Regions from separate parts of the Rattus norvegicus genome. Here region 2 is linked to region 1. Evidence: chromatin contacts called from public Hi-C data. All regions are on one chromosome and are shown on one strand. Each heading gives the region's core, a stretch centred on a gene start, on an enhancer-like site or on the middle of the called end of the contact. The rest is flanking DNA. Distances are from core to core; before and after follow the strand shown.

Region 1 (4,513 bases), core at 760-3,259:
CGAATAAGAGGTTTTATTACATTCATTTGACAAATATTACTGAGCCCTGTATGTGTTAGAGACCGTGTTGGGCACTGGACATTGGAAACGTGTGGATCTGTCAGAAGTGGAAGCGCACACTGTTGACCTAGCACTTGGGGTAAGGGGGATGAGGTTTAAGATCAGAGCTACACAGAGAAAACATGTCTCAGGGAAAAAAAAAAAAACAAAATAAAATAAAGATATAAAATACAATGTAGATTTTATAAAAACCGATTAAATACCTTCATCAGGGCCAAGAATCTATCCAAAATATTGACAGCCAGAACAAAAGTTTCAGTGCCAGATCCAAAAAAGTTAGTTAAACTTCTTAAATCTTCAACTTTGGCATTTCTCAGTCTTGAACACAAAGTGTTATCATTCTGAAATTAAAAACCAAGAATCAAAGCTTATTTTCTTAGAATGGAATAGAGAAGTTTCAAAAACTACTCTCCCTTCAGTTTTCACCACTGCCGTGTATGCTGTGACCTCCTAAAGCTAAAGCTATCAGTATACGTTCAGATATAAAAGATACATCACTGCTTCTAAAATGTATCCACTACAGAAGAACTTTGGCAGTTCATTCCAGGCAGTTACAGTAGTTCTTTGATGAGGTTTCTGTTTTCTAAAATAATTTAAGATCCTATTATAAATATTCCCTAGGAACTTCCCACCACCAGAAGAAACGCCTCTAACAGTACATTTGGTATAACTTCCACATTCACTGAAAACAAAAGCATAACCCTGCCCAGTTTCAGGTTTTTCTTAGTCCGGGGAGGCCAATTTTGGATTTAACTTTGTGGCCTTTGGTACTGCTTTCAACCGAGGAAAAACAAAATATTCCCAAGTCCTATCACTTCTCAAATTTACCTCTGGGGTAGCCTCCATCAAGGTCAGCCCTTTTTCTCGAGGTTGGTATCTCTGTTCTTGTTCCAGGTAGAAGTTCAACAATCCGAAAAGCTGAACCCCTTCGCCACCTGCCAAGTGCTCGGCCCCCAAATCCTTCATCTGCAGCAAATACACCGCGGCCGGTTAAGAATATATTCAGGATATGAAGGGGGTGTGAGAAAAAAGACTTGGCCGCGATCCCTCAGCTAGGGGCGCCCCAGCTCACACAAGCCAGAACCGGGTGAGGGGATCCGTCACGTCGACCAGCCTCTGGGGAATCCTCCCCTAAAGACAAGGAGGCGTGGCATGGGGGAAGGATCTCGGTCACCTCCGCTGGCCAGGGCTAGTTCTGACCAGCCCTCTGGCCGATGGCGTTTGACAAACAGGAAAACTGTCCAAGGAGCGTAATGTCTCCTACTGTCCGTATCACCTGGATAGCACAGCAGGGACTTCTGCCTGCACTCTAGGCCCTAGAGAAAAGCGGGGGGACCGGAAGATTGAAGCCACCGAAGCGGGTTCTGGGGCGGGGCGTTGCACAATAGGAGAGAAGGGAGGGGGAGTCTCGAGACTGAACAAAGAACTGGAAGGAGGAGGCTTCGGAGCCCCGCCCCGGGACCCGTCCCGGAGCCCACCTCCAAGCTGTCCCCTACGCTTCTGCAGCTTAAAGGAGCCCCGCAAGTGGAGACAGAGCGGCCCACCAGCTTGGGAGGTGCTGGGAGGACAAGGGGAGTCCAGTCTGCCCGCGCCGAGCAGGAACCTAATACTTCGGTTCAGTAACGGTGCTGAGTCCCCGGGCTGTCAACCCCCGTGTGGCCTCACAACATCCCGGAGCCCCTGTCAGTCCCTCGGATGCGACTGGGGGACTCTACCGTCCTAGCAGACTGCAATCCAAACCCGGAGCCACCCGGGAGGCCCACTCACCGTGTCGGCCCCGGCGTCGCGGACCGGCGCGGCGGGGGCGTCCGGACCCTCCTCCGAGGTAGGGGACAGCCTGCTCAGCGGCGCCCCGACACCCGCATCCGACTTCCCCGCCGCCGCCGGGTCTCACAGCCCGGGCTTCATGCTGCTCCTCAGCCGGGCGCTGCGCCCGCCCTGCACCTCCACCTCCTCCCCGCTCCGCCGCAGACTCCCGAGCCGAGCAAACCCCTTGTTTTTGTTTTGAGTCTGCGACGCCCCCAAGGGGCGGGGCGCGTGACTCCGCGCGGAGGGATCCTCTCTCCCTCATTCAGTGGATCTGAAAAAAAAGAATCCCTGCTCCAAGCCTCATTACCCAGACTCTCCTAGTCCTTTCTCTTCCTCTTGGCTTTGCCGAGCCAGGATCTAGGGTGAGGAATGGAATCTAGATTTCAGCCTCATTTCAGGATGAAGCCGGAAGGGAGCAAAGATGAGAGAGCTGGTCGGAGAGCGGAAGGAGACCTTCTCTAGACGCCTCACACCGTTTAAAGGTCCCCGATTTGTTTTGTTTTCGCTGTTTTAAAAAGTCCGCCCAAAGTAGCCTGCTCCCTGATTGGATAGGGGTGGGGCAAGCCGACTGCTGAGGACTTGATTTAATCTCGAATCTGGATTGGCTGGCCGATTGGCTGTTGCGTCCTCTGATTGGCTCTCATTATATCCTGAGTCTCTTATCTTCTTCGGGGGCCTTAGCAACTCCGGGGTCTAGATTGCGCATGCTTGGGTGGGTGGCATTTGTGGAGCTTGGTTACGTGCCGGGGTCCACAGTTGCCTATCGGCTCTAGCTAAGTGTAGGCGAGGCCCAAGACTGTCGCTTCTGGTCACACCCCCGAAAATCTGGGGTCACATAACTCTGTAACAGCGTTTCCACGAGTGCAGAAGGGCGTCCTCAGCTTCTTAGTTGTACCACCGATGCAATAAGCAGTCAATCTACAACATTTCTTGAAATGCCTACCGAGATATTTGTTTTAAAAAAACAAAAAACTCTTGACTCAGGAAAGAAAAAAAAGAAGCTAGGCTCAACTACTTGGTTACACAGCTGAATTGTTGAAGTTAAGCCGTGGGTGGTAGAGACTGAGTTACAGAATTGTTAATGCATTTGTGGACCTTGACATTTTTTTCCATAAAAAAAGTTCAAAGGAGGGACTTTTCTATAAAAACTGCAGATTGACGAGGGTATATAAATATCTAGTAGGTATAATAGCGTGCTTCTAGAGATTATGGTTGTACTGTTTGCTTTCGGTTTTAATGAAGGCTCCCACAGCCGCTTGGTTCTTGATCGCCCATAAATTATCATTTATTGTCTATTATAATTAACGTTGTTATTAAGCTGACACCTCTCCTAAGGCAGAGCAAAAACCAAACCAACTAGATGCCTTAGGCAGAACTAACTTTCACACGGAGTGGAGTATCAGTAAGGAGGTAGGAAAAGTCCCTAGGTGGTTTTGGTTTTGGTTTGTTTGTTCGTTCGTTTGTTTGTTTTACTTTCTGTTTTCTCAGATCTCTACCTCCTACCAAACATGCAAATTGGTAACTTTGCACCTTCATGAATTCTAAACAGCTAGCCTCTTGGAAGTGAGTTTTCTACTCTTATGTGTGTTTTCCGTGAGGCACTTTGGAGCTTCTAAACTACTTAGAGGGCACATAGTACAACTTTAACAAGCTGAAGAATTAGTCAAATAGATGGCTTTGTGTATTATCTGGAATGAGACTCAGACATCTGTTTGGAGCACAGAGCAACAGGGGACAAGAATGCCAAAGGGCCTAGCTAGCACTCCTGTTTCAGAAGGGTGTGGCCTTCTTGGTTTTAGAACATAAAATAAAATTAGCATACCACTTATAAATGATTTACAGGTTACACAATTTTATTCAAGGTGTGGTTGATCTTTTAAGCATTATTTAAATTATTACTTTAGTGACGTACATCTGGGCCAAAGTCCATGCTAATAAACGCACACAGCAGCCGGCGACTCCTTTAGAGAATGGAGCTATGATTAAAGTTCAGACGTACATCTGCTTGCAACAGGGAACGAACTCAGCTAACAGGGTTCAGAGAGAGAAAGAAGCGACCACCAAATCAAATGAAAAGACACACAGAGAAGTTTAGGAGCTGAATGAACATGGAGACTGGGGAGAGCTTTGTTTTCCGATGGGCAAAGGTATAAAAGGAGCCTGGGCTAGAAAATATGTGATTCGAAAGAGGAAGTGTAAAAGATGTGGCGGGACGTTTTTATAAATAACATACAAAAGGGAAGAAAGCCAGCCAAGTGCAACGGCTTACATCTGCAAACCCAGCACTTGGAAGACTGAGGCAAGCAGGGGGATTGCGGTGAGTTCAAGCTTAGCCCAGGCTACAGAGTGAGACCTCGTCAGAAGGGGGAAAAGATCTAGAAATTATCCTTTTCTTAGCCCACTAGAAGTTATACAAAACATACGCTGATTTTTACATGATGTGAACAGTCCTGTAGAGTGAGCTGTTTTGTACTAGTGAATTCACTGCTCAGCACAAGGGAGACTAACTTTCCACCACTGTCCATTGAACTCTTTAATATTAAAAGACAGCAGTCCTTTTAACATACTGGCCCCAAATTACATTGTCTCCCCATGGGAACCTCTTCTTTTATACTTTTCCAGGAAGTGAGAAGAATTGCTTTTT
Region 2 (4,513 bases), core at 1,279-3,778, 180 kb after region 1:
TGTTTCTTAATGACTTCGAAAGAACTAAAGGGAACTCCATTCATGAATAAGTCCACTTTGCAGTGCCTCTTTTCCTTCCCCATCCCCTTTTGGTCTTGTGTCCCAACCACAGAGCATGTAACGGGATTGGAGAGGTAGAAAATGTCAACATTACAGATGCAACACAGACCTCTAGGAGCTGGGCTTGGGAGAATTTTCTGCACTCACTGGAGTTGAACCCACCAAGTTACGAATTCCAGAGAATAGACCGAAACAGTCTGACCATTCTCTGCAGTCTCCTAAAAGCCTTAATTCGACTCTGTAGTCCATTCCTGACCACTCCTACAACTGGGGAACAGGCGTCTTGTTTTCAAGTTTTAAGTAATTCCATCTTAACTCCAGTGACAACAGACTATGCATAAAGAAGCAATCTTCTCTGTATACGCATACTTTCAAAATCTCCCCTATTATCTGAATGAAAGGTCTTGCACAAGAACTGTAGTTTTAAGCTCACATATGGCTGGCAGACACAGAGTTGGAAATGATTACAGCCACACAACTAAATCTCAACCCCACATATTGTTCCTATTTAACTGACATATATGAACTTACTAATTTATTGGAAATGTGGAGCAAATTATTCCTACCACCCCCACCCCAGCCCTTAAGAATGCACTGGCCAATAGGTGTTTCTGAAAACGATACCCCCTACACAGGATACGTGCATTCCCAGACGCTTGCCAATGCTTCTAAAACATACATTGTTATTTTAGTTCTTTGAATCTGTGCCCTGAAAAATAAGGCCAAGAGTTAACCTTGGTTTCCTTACCCTAGTAATAAAGAGATCATCAGCCCAGAGACTATGCAAATTCCCTCAGTAATGACAGCCTCCGACCAATTAACAAGGGCATAATTTGTGTGGTGAAGAGGAAGACAAAATTCTTAAGGATGTATCATTTAACAGAGTTTGGAAGGCCTAAAAAGACTCACAGTAACACTTGATAATGCCCAGTGAACATGTTCTGATTGTAGGGTAAAGTCTTTCAAAGCGCCTCAAACTGCAGCAGAAAAGGCAACTACAGATGTTGCAAAGAGTGACCCCATGAACTTCCTGCTGGGCTAAGACTCCTCAGGGGTGCAGAAGGTGGTGGTGTGTGAAGAGGTGTAAGGGGGTGGGGGAGCCAAGAAACTCAGCATCTGGGGTTTGGCAACTTTCAATATCTAAGATTTTCTCTATAGCTGCAAAATATTAGGCCACCACCTGAAGCTAGCTGTAAAGTTTGAAAAGGAAAATTAAAAAAAAAAAAAAGAAGATGATGAGGTACTAGCCAGGAAAGACCTCCACCGAAGTCGCCCCAAGGGCAGACCAGGCAAAGTGGGCTATGAACGTTGACAAAGAAAACCAGAGAGAAGAGGACTCCGCCTTTCCCACTGGGCTTGGCTCCTTTCAGTAAAAAGGAAAGGCGGGTGCCGCCGCCACCGCCCCTTCCCTCCTTTTCACCCGAGGTTGGGGAGCAGACCCTAAACTACATCCTCAAAGTCCCACTCGCTCTGGCTGGCTCCGGAGTTGGAAACCCGGAGTCTATACCCGCAGATGCACAGCCCGTGGCGCGTACCCCCGCCCAGAGTCCGGAGAGGAGCATCCCCTCCCTGACTTCGGGTGCTGGGGCACTCCTCCAGGCACCCACCCTCCCTTCCTCTTCCCGGAGCCCCGCATTCAGCACTGCCGCCCCCGGCCTGCCAGTCGCAGAGTATTTCAGGACTTCCACCCACCCCCAAAGGGAGCCCTTTGAAAACTTTGTGTGTGTGCCTAGGGCTTTGTCCACATCCTGGGCAGGGCCCGGTCACCCGGGTGGGCGCCTGAGGGTGTCCGGAATTTCACAATGCACCGGGGGGTAAGCCACCACGGAAATCCCACCCCTTTGACCCGCTTCTACAGCCCTGTGACACAGCGCTTCAGCTCCCAATTCTCATGCCCCGATCGCCCCCAGGGCGCGGGAGAACCGCGAGGAAACCCTCCTCAGTCAGCGCCTTCCTCCACTGTCACCAGCTAAGCGTTGTGCGCCGGGAAGAGAGGTTAGCTGGGGAAAGCAGCAGCTCAGGCAAACCCCTTCTAAGGGCGCCTCACGGAAGGGTCCTTTTCCTCCCACATCCCTGAAACAGGGGCGCGCCAAGGCAATCTAATGTTGCATCAGGTAGGCTCTCAGCCTGTGGGCTCCCCAAGCTCCCCTCCGCCCCAGACGCGCGCCCAAATTCATGCACACACCCACAGCCCCATCAGCCACCACCCAGAGCCCCCCTCCTGGTCCCCGCAAGTCTCCACCAGCACGCGCCCCGAAACAGAGCCCACCCGACGCCCTGGGATCAGCGTGCGAGGGCCCACGACTTACACTCGGTCTCCCCACCGCCACGGCCATCGCGACTGTGGCTCTGGCTGCGCCCGGCTGCTCTTCACCGACACTGGCTGCTGCTGGTGCTCCGGCTCCCGCTGGCCTCCCCCGCGCCTCCCTCGCGGCTGCGCCCTGCTCGCGCCCGGCTCCCGCGCGCCTCCAGCCGCATCTGCTCGCCCGCGCCGCCCCGCCCGCTTTATTCCAGCAACATGGCCTCCCGCCTGGACTCAACCATTACCTGCCCCGGAACGGGGGTGCAGAGAGAGACCTGACCCCAGCGGAGCGGAGGAACGCGGCGGGTGAACCATGATCCTGGTGAGCTGATAGGTTGATAATCTGTGAAGTCAGACACTTTCCCTCCTGTGGCTTTCTTCCGCCCCACTAAAGTGTCCTGTGCCCAGACGCTGCCCGACTCTCCCCCTCCTGCAACACGTGCTGGAGTCCGCGTAAAAGCCTAGGCGCGGAGGTCCCAACCCCGAGCTGCCACGCGCTGCGCGGAGCCGGCACCTGGAGCTGCTATGGGGTGGGGCAGGCAGGCTAGGGGACCACAGGGTGCAGAGTCTGCACCTCTGGAAAGTTATCCTGGTGACACTCCCCATCCAGAGGAGTCCGCTTAGAAGGTTCGGTGGGTAACCTACTAGGGCAGAGCGCACCCCACGAGGAAAGAATTGCCGGTCTGCTGGGCCTTCCATCAGAAAGGAGACTAAACAAGCTGCTGGAAACCGTCGCTGTGGTGTGCGACCGGACTGGGAATCGCTTTCTGAGAGAAAGAGGACTGAGGACGTAGTCGTGAACCCACCACCGGCTACTGGAGGCGGGGGCGGCGGGGGGTTAATTAAAAAAGAAAAAAATCCAGTACCCGCTGGAGAATTTAGGCCGTTTGTGAGCTTTCTCCAGAGCTTTTCCCCACCGTGTTACTGGAGAGGTTACTGGTACGGAGAGGTTAGTAGACGTGTCATTGGATCCCCGAGACAGACCGGATGACCCAGGGACCAGAGGCGTGCAAGCTCAACCCTGGCTGAGGGGTGTGGTGCACAGCGAAGGCGCAAAGCGGGTGACAAGTGGGTGCGATTCACGGCACAGGAAACCTGGAGGACTCCTCCACCATCAAGGATTTTTTTTTCCAGCAAATGTTGGAATATTACTGTATCTGAGTGGCAGGTGAAATGGCGGGTCCTTGTGCATGCATCTGACATAGGCTGAACAGTGAGGGATGTCGTGCGCTGTGGGTGTCTACGCATGGTAGGCCCACGATTACATGAGGATAGCTACTTGATTGAGTTGAGGAAACCAGGTGGGTTGAAGCACAGGGAAAGAGGCAAGGGGAGGGCTGTAATATGAACGTGCCCTGGGAGGAACTGGGGCACATGAGAGTCTGACCTGAGACTTCAAACATCCAAGTTTCTGGAGTCCCACTTTTGGCCACGGGATTCAGACGCTCTGCCCAGCCTTTGGCTGAGGGTAAGTGGCTCTGTAGCATTGGTTCACCCATAACTGATCCTGATGCTGGACTGCTCTGATATGGTGAGTGAGGAGCTAGAAGCCACCTAGAGTGAATCCCACCCTTGGCCGTGAAGCTAGAGAGGAGTGTTGAAAGAGGAGGGGCTCTGACGTCAAGCCTGCTCAGACCTGAACAGCACTACCTTATTCCGGTCACTTTCTGTTCTGTAGATAACTTGTCTTTTGAGAATGGGGACTTCATTTACACCATTACACAGTGAGCAAAAACCCTGTTCAGTTTGTAAGATGTCACTCGAATGAGTGCTATGCAGGAGCGCAAGAATTCCTTTCCTCTGTGACTCTAATTCAGTGCTTTCTGGCTCTTTGGTTGGGGGATGGGTATCAGGGCAGGTGCATATGAATGAGGGTTGTGAATAATTTCTTATTCAAGCTTAAAAACTTTCAAGATTAAAAGGGGAGGCTGGCGATATATATAACTTCAGATGACAACAGGCAGGAACTGTGACTTACTTTCACCCCAGCCATTGTTGCAGATGAACTAGGCTGTTAAGAGGTTGTCATAGTAATAATCGATAGACTATGAACTCAAGAGTGCTTCTTTGCCTTTTGGCGTCTAGCCCACACTGTACATGTTGTACAGAACTATCCTCCAGGCCAAACAACGGCCATCTTGGTGCAAATGA

What was found. Hi-C and Micro-C count contacts between places; a contact is called where the count stands out from the background.
Region 2: a Hi-C map of liver shows a contact between it and region 1, with 1.8 times the contacts expected there. The contact joins the promoter of Septin11 here to the promoter of Ccng2 in region 1. A contact is called at or near these places in 2 of 12 Hi-C or Micro-C datasets (Schwann cells and liver) and 1 of 1 datasets of contacts at active chromatin or transcription factors (oligodendrocytes).

The regions. Positions count from the first base shown.
Region 1 is chr14:15,095,181-15,099,693 of GRCr8, forward strand. Ccng2 (cyclin G2) reads right to left here and starts at 2,010. Exons shown (of 8, transcript NM_001105725.2): 1 at 1,828-2,010; 2 at 889-1,026; 3 at 264-401. The coding sequence starts at 1,026.
Region 2 is chr14:15,272,672-15,277,184 of GRCr8, forward strand. Septin11 (septin 11) reads right to left here and starts at 2,529. Exons shown (of 11, transcript NM_001107208.3): 1 at 2,370-2,529. The coding sequence starts at 2,396.